2 separate regions of the Mus musculus genome follow, and region 1 is linked to region 2. Evidence: chromatin contacts called from public promoter capture Hi-C data. All regions are on one chromosome and are shown on one strand. Each heading gives the region's core, a stretch centred on a gene start, on an enhancer-like site or on the middle of the called end of the contact. The rest is flanking DNA. Distances are from core to core; before and after follow the strand shown. Region 1 has its middle 32 kb from the start of Gm31776. Region 2 holds the start of Sugt1 (SGT1, suppressor of G2 allele of SKP1 (S. cerevisiae)).

What was found. Promoter capture Hi-C pulls out the DNA fragments that hold promoters and counts their contacts.
Region 1: a contact with region 2 is called in a promoter capture Hi-C map of hippocampal neurons, with 13 times the contacts expected there. The contact joins the enhancer-like site here to the promoter of Sugt1 in region 2. A contact is called at or near these places in 2 of 39 promoter capture datasets (cranial neural crest and hippocampal neurons) and 12 of 115 datasets of contacts at active chromatin or transcription factors (SST interneurons, craniofacial prominence, differentiating embryonic stem cells and 8 more).

The regions. Positions count from the first base shown.
Region 1 is chr14:80,210,098-80,216,912 of GRCm38.p6, reverse strand. It overlaps the pseudogene Gm17923. Among named protein-coding and RNA genes, the nearest start is that of Gm31776, 32 kb to the left of the region's middle. Within about 2 kb of position 3,807, at least 12 of the 459 cell types and tissues checked have an H3K27ac peak or open chromatin away from gene starts, as enhancers often do. A contact at or near this core is called in SST interneurons and hippocampal neurons, where this site is marked.
Region 2 is chr14:79,584,871-79,591,539 of GRCm38.p6, reverse strand. Sugt1 (SGT1, suppressor of G2 allele of SKP1 (S. cerevisiae)) reads right to left here and starts at 3,880. Exons shown (of 13, transcript NM_026474.6): 1 at 3,674-3,880; 2 at 3,529-3,586. The coding sequence starts at 3,711.

The DNA.
Region 1 (6,815 bases), core at 2,558-5,057, 630 kb before region 2:
GCATGAAAATTGATTAAATGTTTGTGACATCTAGTAGAGAGCTGAGTGTTCTCCCCAATGGTAGGTGGGACCCAGTCCGTCCAGAAGAAAGGGGCATAAAAGCTGTTCACTGTCCCCACACTAGAATATCATGTAATGTCACTTTTCCTAGAATTCTGACAAAATAAAAGAGGCCACGATTTCATAAGAGTTTGAATTGAGGCCCTCAGAATCAGCTCCTAAAATCTCTGAGACTTCAGGTACCTCTTGCTTGCTGTTGGTTTGGGCTGCACTCATTCCTTTGTGTAAAACACGTTACACTGAGATGGCCACTAGCAGAAAGCTTCGGCCATTAGCCAAAGCATCCAACCACTAATAAGGAATCCAGTTGCCTCTCTACTTCCAAACCTGTGCCCTATCACCCAGTTCTTCTTATTGCTTCTGCACAGCTGAGACCAACACAACTTTCCCACCAGGTGGCGCCTGATCCACTGGCATTTATAGCAGAATAGCAGTGTAGCAGCGCAGAATAAACAAAAGTTGACCTTGCTGGGGGATGGGAGAGGGAGCACAAGACCTTGCTGTGGCCAGCCTCAGCTTTCAGCTGCCAGAAGGTGACCTGGCCACAGAGGCTCAGAATCAAGTCTTGGGTGACTAGTGGGGCCAGAGAGATGTCGGAAGGGTTATTCTTTCACACTGACACCTTATGCTTTGTCATTTTGTCCAGTAGCATAGTCCGGAACCCCACAGCTCTCCTCCACCAATGTCAGATAATCCTCAGAGGCTCTCACTGGCCAATGGCACTGTGCTACCACTAGGTGACACTGGCTGGCTGCAGCTTGAATTGGTCTTGAGACTAGAGGGCACTGTTCTCGAGCCTGTTGATGCCCAGGTCTCTGTCCGAGGTGCTGACCAGCTCCAACAAGTTGGAAAATGCTCCACCCTTCAAGACAGCAAGGTAACTCAGACTTCCAGTGTCCTGGGCCTTTCTAACAAGGTCGATCACCTCTTCGGGGACACTTGGGGGATGTCGGAGAAAATGATAATCACTTCAAGAGCACTGACAAGCAGCATGTTCACGATGACCTTGTGGGTGTCAATCCAGGGCCCATGTCCAGGCTTGTAGATAGACTGGTGCTTGAAGATGGGGCTGCCAGAGCACAGGGAGAGCCAGAAAGTATGGCAGACTTCGAGCGGGATGTGTGCAACAAGGGTGATCACCTTTGTTCCTGGAATCCTCGTCAGAATTTATCATCACCCGGATCTAGCGGCAGCGATGACTCTGGTGCATGATCAGTCAATTCCACTTCAGTCAAGGTACCCTGATAAGGACTGGGCTGTGGTCATTGTCATCTAGCACAAACAATCAGGGGGCTGAGGTAGAAGAAGGAAGCTAGCAACCTCTGACCTGGACTGCCAACTCCAGGCTGTCGGCAGCCTGGCTAGGCAGTTCCAGCTCATGTAGCTGAACCAGATTGACAATGGGTGTGTCCTTGTGCCTCTACAGCTCCATGCAGAAGGGACTGTGATGCTTGGCTAGGCACATGTTCTGTGGCTCATTAGCACCCACACCCTCATCATAGGCACCTAGAAGGGTATGCTTGTGCCTACAGAGTTCTCTCCATCAGATTTTGAGCCCAGAGAATGTCAGTGGAAGGGTCGTTTACATTCCTTACCCCTCCTTGTATAAGAGCTCATTACATGGAAGGCCAGTGTACATTATGGGGCCTGACTGCACAGACACTCCAGGTTCAGGTCTGTGTCCCAGTCACCCACCCTCTGTCCTTTCATACCTAGAGCAGAGAGTTGAACTGCTTCACCAGGTGGGACTGACTGGATGTTCTGTGCTGAGATCAAGCTGAACATGGTCCTCTAGATCGCCAATGGCTGTGCCAGGATCTTCCTCCTCCTCCTCCCAGGAGAAAATCAACAATTTTGATGCAAAACTCAAAGCTCAAGTCACAGAACCAACACAAATACAAGTCTAACTCCTTGCAGTGGAAAAATTCAAAACTCAAACAAACAGCGCGCACACACACACAATTTTGCTCCAAAAAAAAAAAAAAAAAAAAAAAAAAAAATCCTAGATTCTGTGCTCAGACTTCTCGTCCTTTCAAAGCCCAGAAGACACTTGCCCTGCTAAGCACACTAAATGCTCTGCTGACATAATCACTTTCCTCACCCCAGTCTTTACCTCTGTAGAACTCCACTGAGTAGGTAGGAGGGAGTATAGAGGAAAAGTAGAAAAGTGGATACCTTCTTGGGCCAGTCCTCTGCATCTCTGGGTCTTTGAGTCACATAAAGACCTGGAGAAATGAACAATGCCCAAGGTTGTTGTACAGGAGTCATTAAAATCTCTTTATAAGTTTTCACATACCGGTACATCTGATTTGCTTTTGTAATGTGTGCATTTCGCGCATTGATCATAATACTATGGAATCCACGAGCTGTTTACTCTCTACTAAGGAACTCTCTTCCTTGGAGGCATAGCTACCCCTGGCTTTTACCACTTAAGATAAGTATATTACAATGTACAACTTCCCACCCCGTTATCGTCCATGTTGGAATGGCATTTCTTGTTTTGGAGACTCCTGTAATAACGACTTCTCTAGAGTGAGGCAATGTCTAATCAGAAGAGAACGATCTTCCAGAGTAATCATATCTGAATAGTCTTTCTATTGCGAAGGAACCACTAATGAAAACAAAACAAAACAAAACAATCTATACCCCTCCATCCTCTTTTATGTCAGTAATTACTTATATGTGAGGAATCAATGTCAGAGAAGTTTGTCAGCCTTGAACAACTGCAAGGGATACTTAAGGGTAAAAAAGAGATTTAAGGAAGTATACTGCAGTCAGTCTTGTTAGAAAATTGTTGCCTCCCAATTATTTTTTAAAAGCCCCTGGCTAAAGAAAACCACGGGTGGCCTGGTTGGCTGAAGGCTAAAGACACATTAAACCATCTGTCTAAAGGATAATAAATAGTCTCGTGTTAAGTTTCTTTATGTGTGAAGCGCTCTAAATGCTAAACAGTCCCACGCGTTAATGATGGCATTGTTCTTCGTGCCTAGGAGACATCATCACGGCAGAGTGCTCTTTTAACTAGTCATCTTGACTCACTGAGCAGACTGAGTTACTCATATGCACAAGCTTTTCTTGGCTCCTCCGTGATCTGTAGAATTGATTTCTTCAAGGACGTGTCAGAAAAAAATGACTAATTTTTTTTTTCCTTTCAGTCTTGGATAGGCATTGGCATTTATTTTTGCACTAGGACATGAGAATGTGATTCTGAGACCAGGCCACCTCTGATGAGATCATTAAATCTTTAGGTGTCCATGCTTAGTGACATATTTTGGCAATGACTTTTCATGCTAATTACCAATAACTGGTATCAGAGAAAGACCACAAGAGACTTGAGTTGGTTTGGGAAGGGTAGTCTGAAGTTTCAGGACAAAACAAACAAACAAACAAAAAAACAAAAAACACTCATTTGATCTTTTTGAGACTTTTAATCTTGCCTGATGAGGCAACCTTTGGAAAAACAAACAGCTATACCTCAGTACCGGTGACTGCAGATTCTTCTTGAGCAAGTATTTTCAATGGTATACAAAAGAGTTGCCTTTGTTAGAACTAAATACCACAGAAAGCCCCTGGTTATTTGGGCTCTGGGTCTCAGAGAGAATAGGGCAATCTTGACCTTCCCCTCAGGATCTTTATTCTTATATATTTATCAGCTGAAAACTGAAAGTGCTTCAGTGGACTCTCAAGTCCTTGCTGCCACATGCATTAGCCAGGAGAGGGACCCATTTAACCACGTTCGAAATCCTTTCCCTTCTTTCTCTCACACAACCTCTGCCAGGCTCAGTCTCTATCAGTTCTCAGCATTGGTGTTACCATGCATGTTCAGAAAAGCCATTTAGGATACAGAAAAATGAAGAATACTCTTAAGATTTCATCCACATAGCATCAAAAGATCCAGATGAAGTATGCAAAAGGCAAGTAATCAAACCTATTACTTCCACAACGCTATACATCTGGATGTTTATGTTTGGAAACATCCAGCAATGGTGTTTAAATGCCTGATTGCGTTTTCGCCCATCTTTCCTCCAGCTGTTTGGCATCAACGAGGCCGTCGCTGGAAAGGAATATGCTTTGCTGTTAGGGATTCGTTATTAGTATTATCATTGTTTTGTAGTAAACAACTACCTTATTAAAATGCTGCTTTATGAATGAAGGGCAGCTGGAGATTTGGAAAAGAGGCATTTTCTGAGGCAAAAAAGAAAATCAGTTCTATGCCAATAGAATGACAAGCTGAATAATATAAAAACTGTGTGCTCTGTTCTCCCTAGGGACTAAGACATCAGGAAGCTGTGTTTACAGCCCTGAGCTGTGATATTCTCATGTTCTATTCTGTTGGTGCTGTTAGATGAAAATCTCTGTTAATATTAAAAGCACTGTGGCAGAAATTTGCTTTAAGTTGCTTGTGTTCTCTTTCCTAGCATATTGCCAAAGTATAGGTCTATAAAATACATTTTGATTTCTGCTGGAGTAAAATATAAAGCAAAACCAACAGCATGGTCAAGGGTAATATTGCAGTCAGAAGAGGTAGACATGAAGCAGCAGCCTGGTTTTAAAGCAGGAGAATTTGATGAACAACCTATACATTTACTCCTAAACCCAAAACACCAAACATACTGTTGGTCACCAATATGTCAAGTAGTCACATCTATAACATGCAATTTATCCTTCGGTAATTTTAATAATACAGGTTTTATTTTGCTGAGCACATAAATACCAATATCTCCCATTATACACAGAATACATTGTAGGTACACTAAGGTAATTTTCATTGGAAACACATTTAAAAAAAAGTTAGCTTTCTAATTTCTAGTACCACCTTGCTATTTTCGTAATTCTTCATTCCTGTTACATAAAATTAGTAACATACATTTGGAAAAACTTAGGCCACAGGAAATTCCCACACATGTGTTAAAGTCTGCATCAGCTTTGCAGGACTCTGCACCAATACCTGTGTAGGCCAGGGACAGTTTCAGTGCCATTTAGAACAAAGCACATAGTGTCCTATCCTGAGACACATTTTCATTTCTCAACTGAAAAAACACTCCAGAGCCGAAGGGGCAAAAATCAGTTCTGTCTTTGTTGCTGTCTTTGAGCAGTAAGTTCTAAAAGTTGAAGCTATTAAACCTGATTGAAAGAAACAAATCAACCTTTCAGCTTTCCAAGATAAACCTTTTTGAAAAATCATACCTTGAAAAAAACTAAAGTAAGCATTTAGCAGAAGGAGCCTCCCAAATAAAGAAAGTGCCTTGCATTACCTCACAAGAAGGCACAATAGCTCATATTCATGCTACCTACCCCACTGCATAGATAACTTCTTATCAAATCATGGCTGTGTAGTTATTTATACGAAAAGGTATAAGCAAATTGATGATGTTCTGGGGAAAAAAATCACTTAGGGAAAACACTTCATCCCAAAGTCACCCAAAATAACATCTAAACACATAGTATAGAAACAAATGACATTTTATCAACCATTTACGTACTTTACCCTAAGAAAAATCACAGACAACCACTAGAGAATATCAACACTAATCACAAGCCACCCTTAGCATAAAATGAGCACTTAAATTATGAAATAGTCACATAAAAACAACATTTTTCATCATGTTAATAAAGATTTTATCAAAAGCATGTGATCTTCAGCTGCTACATAAAACTGGCAATTATACACTGCTGACTTTATTAATATCTCTGCATGAAGGAAATTAAGTCAATAAAAAACTCCTTTTACTGTTTTGGTTCATCTATGCCTCAAATCCAAGCGAGCTGGGGAAGCTGACTTCAGGTTTGAATCTCTTGTCTAAAGAATCAAGCGTTGGATGTTCACTGGGCCGAGAAGGGACCTTTTCTGCAATGAGAAAAGCAAGAAGAAAATAAAACAACAAAGACTGAGAAGGAATGCCCCCTTGTGCTTACTTTAATTGGTTTCTGTTTTTCTTGTAACCTGGTCCTCTAGTTCTGCTCTGCATAAAGCATGTGTGTATCCACGCCAAAGAGAGCAACCATTTCCAGAGCCTTTATCTACAGCTATTCAATTACATGTGTGATACAATAAACTGCACAGCCTCATGGGAAAAAAAAACACTAACTTTGGCATCAGAGTTTAGAGATACCACAAGTGCCAAACGGCACAGTTGTGTCAAGTCCAAATGAGAACCAAGCAGAAAAGACTATAGTCAACTGGAATTGCCAGGCATGGAGTTAACCTAGATGGAAGTTGAAAAAGATGCAGACACAGCCTTTGTAGAAGGATTGGATAGGTCAGTTGGTTGGAAAGTGTGGCTCAAGGAAAGTAGTACACTGGACAAGTGTGAATGTGGGATCTAGAAGAGAAGAACCTAATGGTGAATTTTAAATGTCAGTGGATATAAGGCAGCAATGAGAAAGCACTGAGGTCTGGTGAAAGAGTTTGCTGCCATGTTTCTAGACAACTGATGTCTATGATTGACTTCTCAGAATACTGATGAAATCCCAAATGATGATCAGACAATATTTAAAGTTGTGAGCCAAGATCCAGCTCCATGACTATCTCAGCGGAGACATCTTTCAGGTGAATTATGCAGGTGGTATTTGTGTGGCCTAAACTTCTTTCTGCCCCAAAACTTCCTGCCAAGACAAACTAAATAGAGACTGAAAGCAAGAGCAAAGTCAGTTAAGATGCCTTGGACCTAGGTATGAGATGTTAATGGCTTGAACGATGAGTAGCAAGATGTATCAGGTGGGAATTTAAGGAGCATTACAGTGAAGGAATCAGC
Region 2 (6,669 bases), core at 2,631-5,130:
CGCCTTTAATCCCAGCACTCGGGAGGCAGAGGCAGGCGGATTTCTGAGTTCGAGGCCAGCCTGGTCTACAGAGTGAGTTCCAGGACAGCCAGGGCTATACAGAGAAACCCTATCTCGAAAAAACAAAAAACAAAACAAAAACGAAAAGTTGCTGCCTGCAGAGAAGCATGGCTGCCGGTGGAAATAGCAAGAGGCAACACCCTTGGTGCCAACACGTGAATCACAGCAGCAAAAGGCTAGGAATTAGAGCAGACCTAAGCCAAACATATTGTAAACAAGTCCAAAAAGACACTTGCAGAAAATGAGTTCTGTGGCTTCCGTGGTAGAGCACTTGAACAGCATCAATTCCACCGCCACAAAGAAAAAGAAACAGGCGAGCAAAACCCACAGCCAGAAGCACGACACTAACCAGAACAGTAATGAGGGGGGAATGTAAGACATGAAAATGAAGACCTTTTAGATGGGTTGGGGCTGTAGCTCACTTGGTAAAATGTTTGCCTGGCACACAGGAAGCCCTGGGTTCGATCCCTGACACAGGCCTGGCATCCCGGAATGCATGGAGCACAAGTTCAACGTCATCCTGGGTTACACATGAGTTGAGGATAGCTTGGGATTCGTGAAACCCTGCCTCGGTAATTGGAGGAGGAGGCACAGCGGTAGACCATGTACTTTGCATGGGTTCAAACTCCAGCAAAGCTTTAAAAATAAAAAGGTGGCGCACGCCTTTAATCCCAGCACTCCACTCGGGAGGCAGAGGCAGGCGGATTTCTGAGTTCGAGGCCCGCCTGGTCTACAGAGTGAGTTCCAGGACAGCCAGAACTATACAGAGAAACCCAGTCTCGAAAAACCAAAAAAAGAAAAAAAAAAAAGAAAAAAATGTTTTTAATTAATACTAACTTTTAGTAAATTTTCAAATTTACTTTAAAAATGCTAATTAATGTTCAAAGAATCTCTAGGTGGGTGGGTGGGTGGGTGTGTGCGTATCTCAATCTGGTTCCTCTTCTTTTCCCTACCTTCACCTAGCTGGGGTCTAAGCACAGAAGCATTGCTTAGAGAAGAATGTCAGCACTGATTGCCACCACATGTTTACCAATCTCAAACTGCTCTCAACCAAGTGGCTTCCAAGTCAGCTCCTAGTTGGTGTATCACATAGCCCAGGTTCTCTCCCTGCCAGATGACCTTAATCCCTTGAAACTAGAAACCTGTTGCTTCCAAGCCTCTTTGTTTTGATCAAGTTAACCTTTTTACTCTGTACTTCAACTCCCTACTGAGTAAAAATGTAGCTTATGCCAATGAAGAGGGTTGCAAGAATCATGCAGGAGGAGTCCCAAGTGCTATACTGAGAACACAGCAGAAAGGAATCAAGATACACAAAACCCCCTGCTGTCTTGAGGCTATTTATTTTCAGACCTAATTTAGACAGAAAAACTAGCTCCCCTCAGCAGGAACCATTTCGGGCGAAACCTAAAGAATTCGGCATCGCCGAGTAAAATGAGATAAAGGTCAAGTGTATGTGGAGCAAAAGCAGATGCACCTCAAACAGTGTAGCTCTACAAAAAGAAAAAGAGTTCCAAGATATCCACTGCACCAGGCACCCTGATGGGCATTGGAAAGAAATTGTTTGGACCTTCATTTCGAGGGAAGGACATGGAAAGTTCTAGTAGGAGAGTGACATGATCCAACTGTCATGCTGGCTACTGTACCATGAACAGAGTAAAACCAAGCAGGACCAGAAACAATGTCAGTCGTCGTCCCCAACCCCACCCCACCCCCAAGCCCGCCAAGAAATCCCTTTCCCCAGTCTGAAATAGTTCCTATGTGCTAAGTTTTCCCCTCATCTCTGGCAAAAGGGATACATTAACATATCTCTGTGGTTCTCATTGGCGTGTCAAGGTCAATGGTAGCCTCCACACTTCCTTATTCCATACTCACAAGTCCCCCACCCCCTAACCCAGCCCACAGGCCCAGGTATGGCTTCCATATAACCCAGAAGATCTTACACACACACACACACACACACACACACACACACACACACGTATACCCCCCTACATCCCCCCACCCCGCATCTTGCTGCTCTCCTCAGAGACAGCCTTGGCAGTTTAAAATAAACTTCTTACCCTTGTACCCATGCTTCATTGGTACCCATTTTCATTCAAATAGAAGAAACTAGTAAAGTCCAGAATGTGAGGTAGCCAAGGGGCTGTAGAGAATTGCATGGAACACATTAGAAGGGGCAGCATCTGCCAATTATTAGGGCTTTGGGGGCAGCCTAGATCTGTAGCCAGCACTCAATAACCTTTTAATAATTATTCATTTCCTTCTCCTTTTTCAGTCCTTCCCCCTACTCTCAATTCGGGTTTTAATTTCCTTTGGCAGAAAATATAAAGATACTTGCGTCTGTAGCCCTAATCTCAAAGTCACTAATGCCTTGATTTTTGTTGTTTTGTTTCTTTTGAGACAGGGTTTCTCTGTGTAATTCTGGCCATACTGGAACTCTCATGGTAGACCAGGTGGGCCTCAAACTCAAGAGATCCACCTGCTTCTGCCGCCCAAGCACTGGGATTAAAGGTGTGCGCCAACACCAGCAGGCTCTCTAATACCGCGCTATCAAACCTCATGATCACTCTGTAGACCTAAGAATACAAAGCGGAGCTTGTAACATTAAAACAACAATGTAGCTATCCTAGTCTGCTAGTCTCTACAAAAGTGATTTCTCTAAGGCTCAAAACATAAAAATGTTTCCTTTTTTCCAGCGGGGGAGCTCTGAAGTGTCGGGAAGAATTTCACACATCCCAGGCTAGCCTCAACTCACAAAGTAGCTGAGGATGACCTTGAATTTCTGACCCTAGGGCATTCACCGCCTGAGTACCAGGATTACAGGCCTGTACCACCATACTTGACATGTGCCGATAACTCTCTGGAGTCCAGCCAGCGCTCCTAAGAAACATCCGTACAAAGCTAGTTTGTTCTAGACTTCACCTGAAATGGCCCAAAAGCAAATCATATAATACTAAAATGTAGGCAGGGTTTATTTACTGATACATCCCAAGAACTCGCAGGATCCAAAGTTTAAGGCCAGCCTAGATAAAAAGCGCGGTTTTATAAACAACTGTATAAAGAACAACCACAGTCATCTGTAAAGTGGAAGGCACAGAGGGAAAATGTTCTTTAGTAAATTTAATTAAGGACACTTAACAGTACCTGACATATAAGGGCAAACATAACTGTTAAAGTAAAAAATTGATACATCAAGCCCTATTTTCGCCTTTTCCTTGATCATAAATGCCATTATAAGTGCAACCACAGACAGTAACTATGTTTCCAAGAAATAAATGGGAGGGAGGTGCCCTCATCGGGAGCTTGTGGAGAGGAAGGGCAAGATCTATGGCAAAGGTATTAAGGAGACAAAGAGATTAAGTATCTTAATTTTGGGACTTAGATACATTGTAGCTTTGCTCCCACGAAGGTAATGCCGGGAAGAGGAGGGGTCTGTAGGGACCCAACAGTCCCAGTGAGCTCACTCACCTCTAATGCTGCCTGGGGATCCCCGTCGATCAGAGCATCTGAGAAGCTCTGGAAAAGCCTGCCAAGAAAACAACGACTTCAGCAGGTCTCTCTAATCAAGGAAAGAATAGAAAGACAAACAGCAAAGGTGAAGAAAATCACGCACCGCTGGGACGATGCAGGTCCTGCTGCAGCTGCCGCCATCCCTAGGAGTCAAGAAAGCTTCTGCCTGAGCGTTTCTACCTTGGTTACCAGCTCCGCCGCCGCCCAGGAAGGGAAAACTTCTAAAGAAACCCCAACTGAGCTTCCGTCCTCCGTAGCCAATCAGCGGTCGCGCAGCATGCAGCCGCGGAAAAGGAGGCGAAGGGTGGGCAGGTAGGCGCGGGGCCGGCTGGGAAAGAGGAGGAAACGCTCTCCGGCCCCGCCCCTACCCGTGACGCAGCCAAGCCCCCGCCCCGAGGGCGTGGCCGTGAGTCCCGCGCCCCGCCGTACGCCCGTGGGGGATCCGGCATGGCTTGTAAGCTTTGAAATATTGTCTCGGAGCCCACTGTAAGGTACTGGGGATCCGTCGGGAGGTAGTTCTGGCTTCGCTAAGGAGTGTCACGTTAAGCTCCGTTTACTCCGGTTTTCATCATGGCTACCGCCGGCGGCCAAGTTGTGCGTGACGTCACTCGTGGCAGCCAGGTCTTTTCCGGCAGCAGAGCCCGGGATGGCGCATCAGTTCGCATGACTCTCTCCGTGGAGAACCCGGACGGCCTGGCTCGCCGGAAGTCACGTTACCGGCATGGAGGACGGAGTTTTCCGGAGGGCCTGCCAGATGCCAGAGCTCCACACCCCAAGCTTCCTTCCTAAGTCGGCTTTCCAAACCAAGAAAAGCCTGTTTCACAAGCACCGCGTGGATGAAAGTGACCTATAGCTAATGGTCTTATTGCTGCTTTGTGTTCTAAGTAACCAGTAAGCCCCCCGTCCCCCGCCGTCCTTAGAGCCAAACATCACACTAGGAAGTTTCCTGCGAATTCTTTGAAACTGAGTGGTAAGGGGCAACAGGAGGGAGTGGCAGTTATAGGTTCACCAAACTTGATTTAAAAGCTCTTGATAACGCTCAGTAACTCGTTTTACCAAGTCTGTTTTAGTAGGTGAAATGATTGAAGTGGTCGTTGGCTTCCTCAAACAAGATATATATAAGACCTCAGTCTGGAAACATGACAGTCCACGAAGAAAAAGAAATTACAGTTCAGGCATTTGTGTACATATCCCCACTGTTAAACTCGCCCACTTTTCTGAGTTCTAACTTTAAAAGACCTAAGTTTTGTCTTCCCCACTTTTCTAGCACGTTTTCCATACTGGCCAAACGCCTAGTTGTGCTTGCTAGCTATCGTGGGTATTATAATTTTTTGTTACAACCTCAACCTACCAATCAATCACCCCTTGCAGATGCAAAAAATAACGGTGGGAGGACGTTTGAAAATACAGAGAAACTTGAGCCCATATTCAAGATGGAGAAACGGAGGTTACAAAGATTTAAGTATGTATGGGGTCATCAAGAGATGGAAGTGTGGAATACTACAAAGTTTAAAGTGTAACACATTTGCCACCTGTAGGTATATCCCATCTGTATTGTAAATGGGTTGTTTGAAGGGGGGGGGGGGTCGAGCCGGGGCGGGGAAGGGCTGATAGAAGATAACAGGTCCCAGAAAGGAATCTGAATCCACTTGTGGGAAAGGAGAAGTAGGTGGGAGAGACACTTGAGGCAGACCAGGGCCAGCTGGCCACTAAACTCAAAGAGGTGCAGGTTTCAGGTTTTAGTAAGTACTGAGAAGATCAAATTAGCTCAACTAAACTGAAGCTAAGCAGATCTGTAAGGGAAGGTAGAGAGCATCGTTTTGGATCTTTCCATTCAAGGTTGTTTTCCGTTTCTGTGAACCCTGCAGAAACTAGACTGTAAAAGAACAGATGCATAACGATGAGGAGTGTCTTCTGCATAATGTCTTTAAAGGAAATGTTAGTTTTGTTCCGTTTGCAGTTCTTTGCATGGCTGGGTGTGACTTCCTTCTTGGATGCATTTATTGCAGACACCTTGTGCCAGTTGGCATCTCTTAATATCGTCTGAAACAAGTTTTCACACAGATCAATTTATAATCATTTCTTTTTTAAAAATATTTTTATTACGTATTTTCCTCAGTTACATTTCCAATGCTATCCCAAAAGTCCCCCATACCCTCCCCCCCACTCCCCTACACACCCATTCCCACTTTTTGGCCCTGGCGTTCCCCTGTACTGGGGCATATAAAGTTTGCGTGTCCAATGGGCCTCTCTTTCCAGTGATGGCCAACTAGACCATCTTTTGATACATATGGAGCTAGAGTCAAGAGCTCTGGGGTACTGGTTAGTTCATAATGTTGTTGCACCTACAGGGTTGCAGATCTCTTTAGCTCCTTGGATACTTTCTCTAGCTCCTCCATTGGGGGCCCTGTGATCCATCCAATAGCTGACTGTGAGCATCCACTTATGTGTTTGCTAGGCCCCGGCCTAGTCTCACAAGAGACAGCTATATCAGGGTCCTTTCAGCAAACGCTTGCTAGTGTATGCAATGGTGTCAGCGTTTGGAGGCTAATTATGGGATGGATCCCTGGATATGGCAGTCTCTAGATGGTCCATCCTTTTGTCTCAGCTCCAAACTTTGTCCTGTAACTCCTTCCATGGGTGATTGTTTCCAATTCTAAGAAGGGGCAAAGTGTCCACACTTTGGTCTTCGTTCTTCTTCAGTTTATAATCATTTCTTTTGTGCCATGTGTAAGACTCTCTCTACTCAAAGGCTCTTGAAACATTTCTTTTAGATCGCTCACTTTCCACATTTAAGTCTATTGTTTACTCTGACAACTTTTTTGAAAGTATAACAAGGGATAAAAGTCCATTATTTTATTCTCCATACAGATACCAACTAACCCAACCCCACTTACTGAAAAAAAAAAATCATTTCCCCTTAAACTTGATGGCAACTTCATTGCTTTATTCAAAATTCAAGGCATCTTTGGAAATGGAATTGCCAGGCTTACCGGCAAATTCATTTTGAGTTTTCTAGAGTCTAAAACTGTAGTTTCTGTGCCTACTAAATGATCCAGTCTTAAGTAGTTTTATTATAGTGGCACAAATGAATTGCTA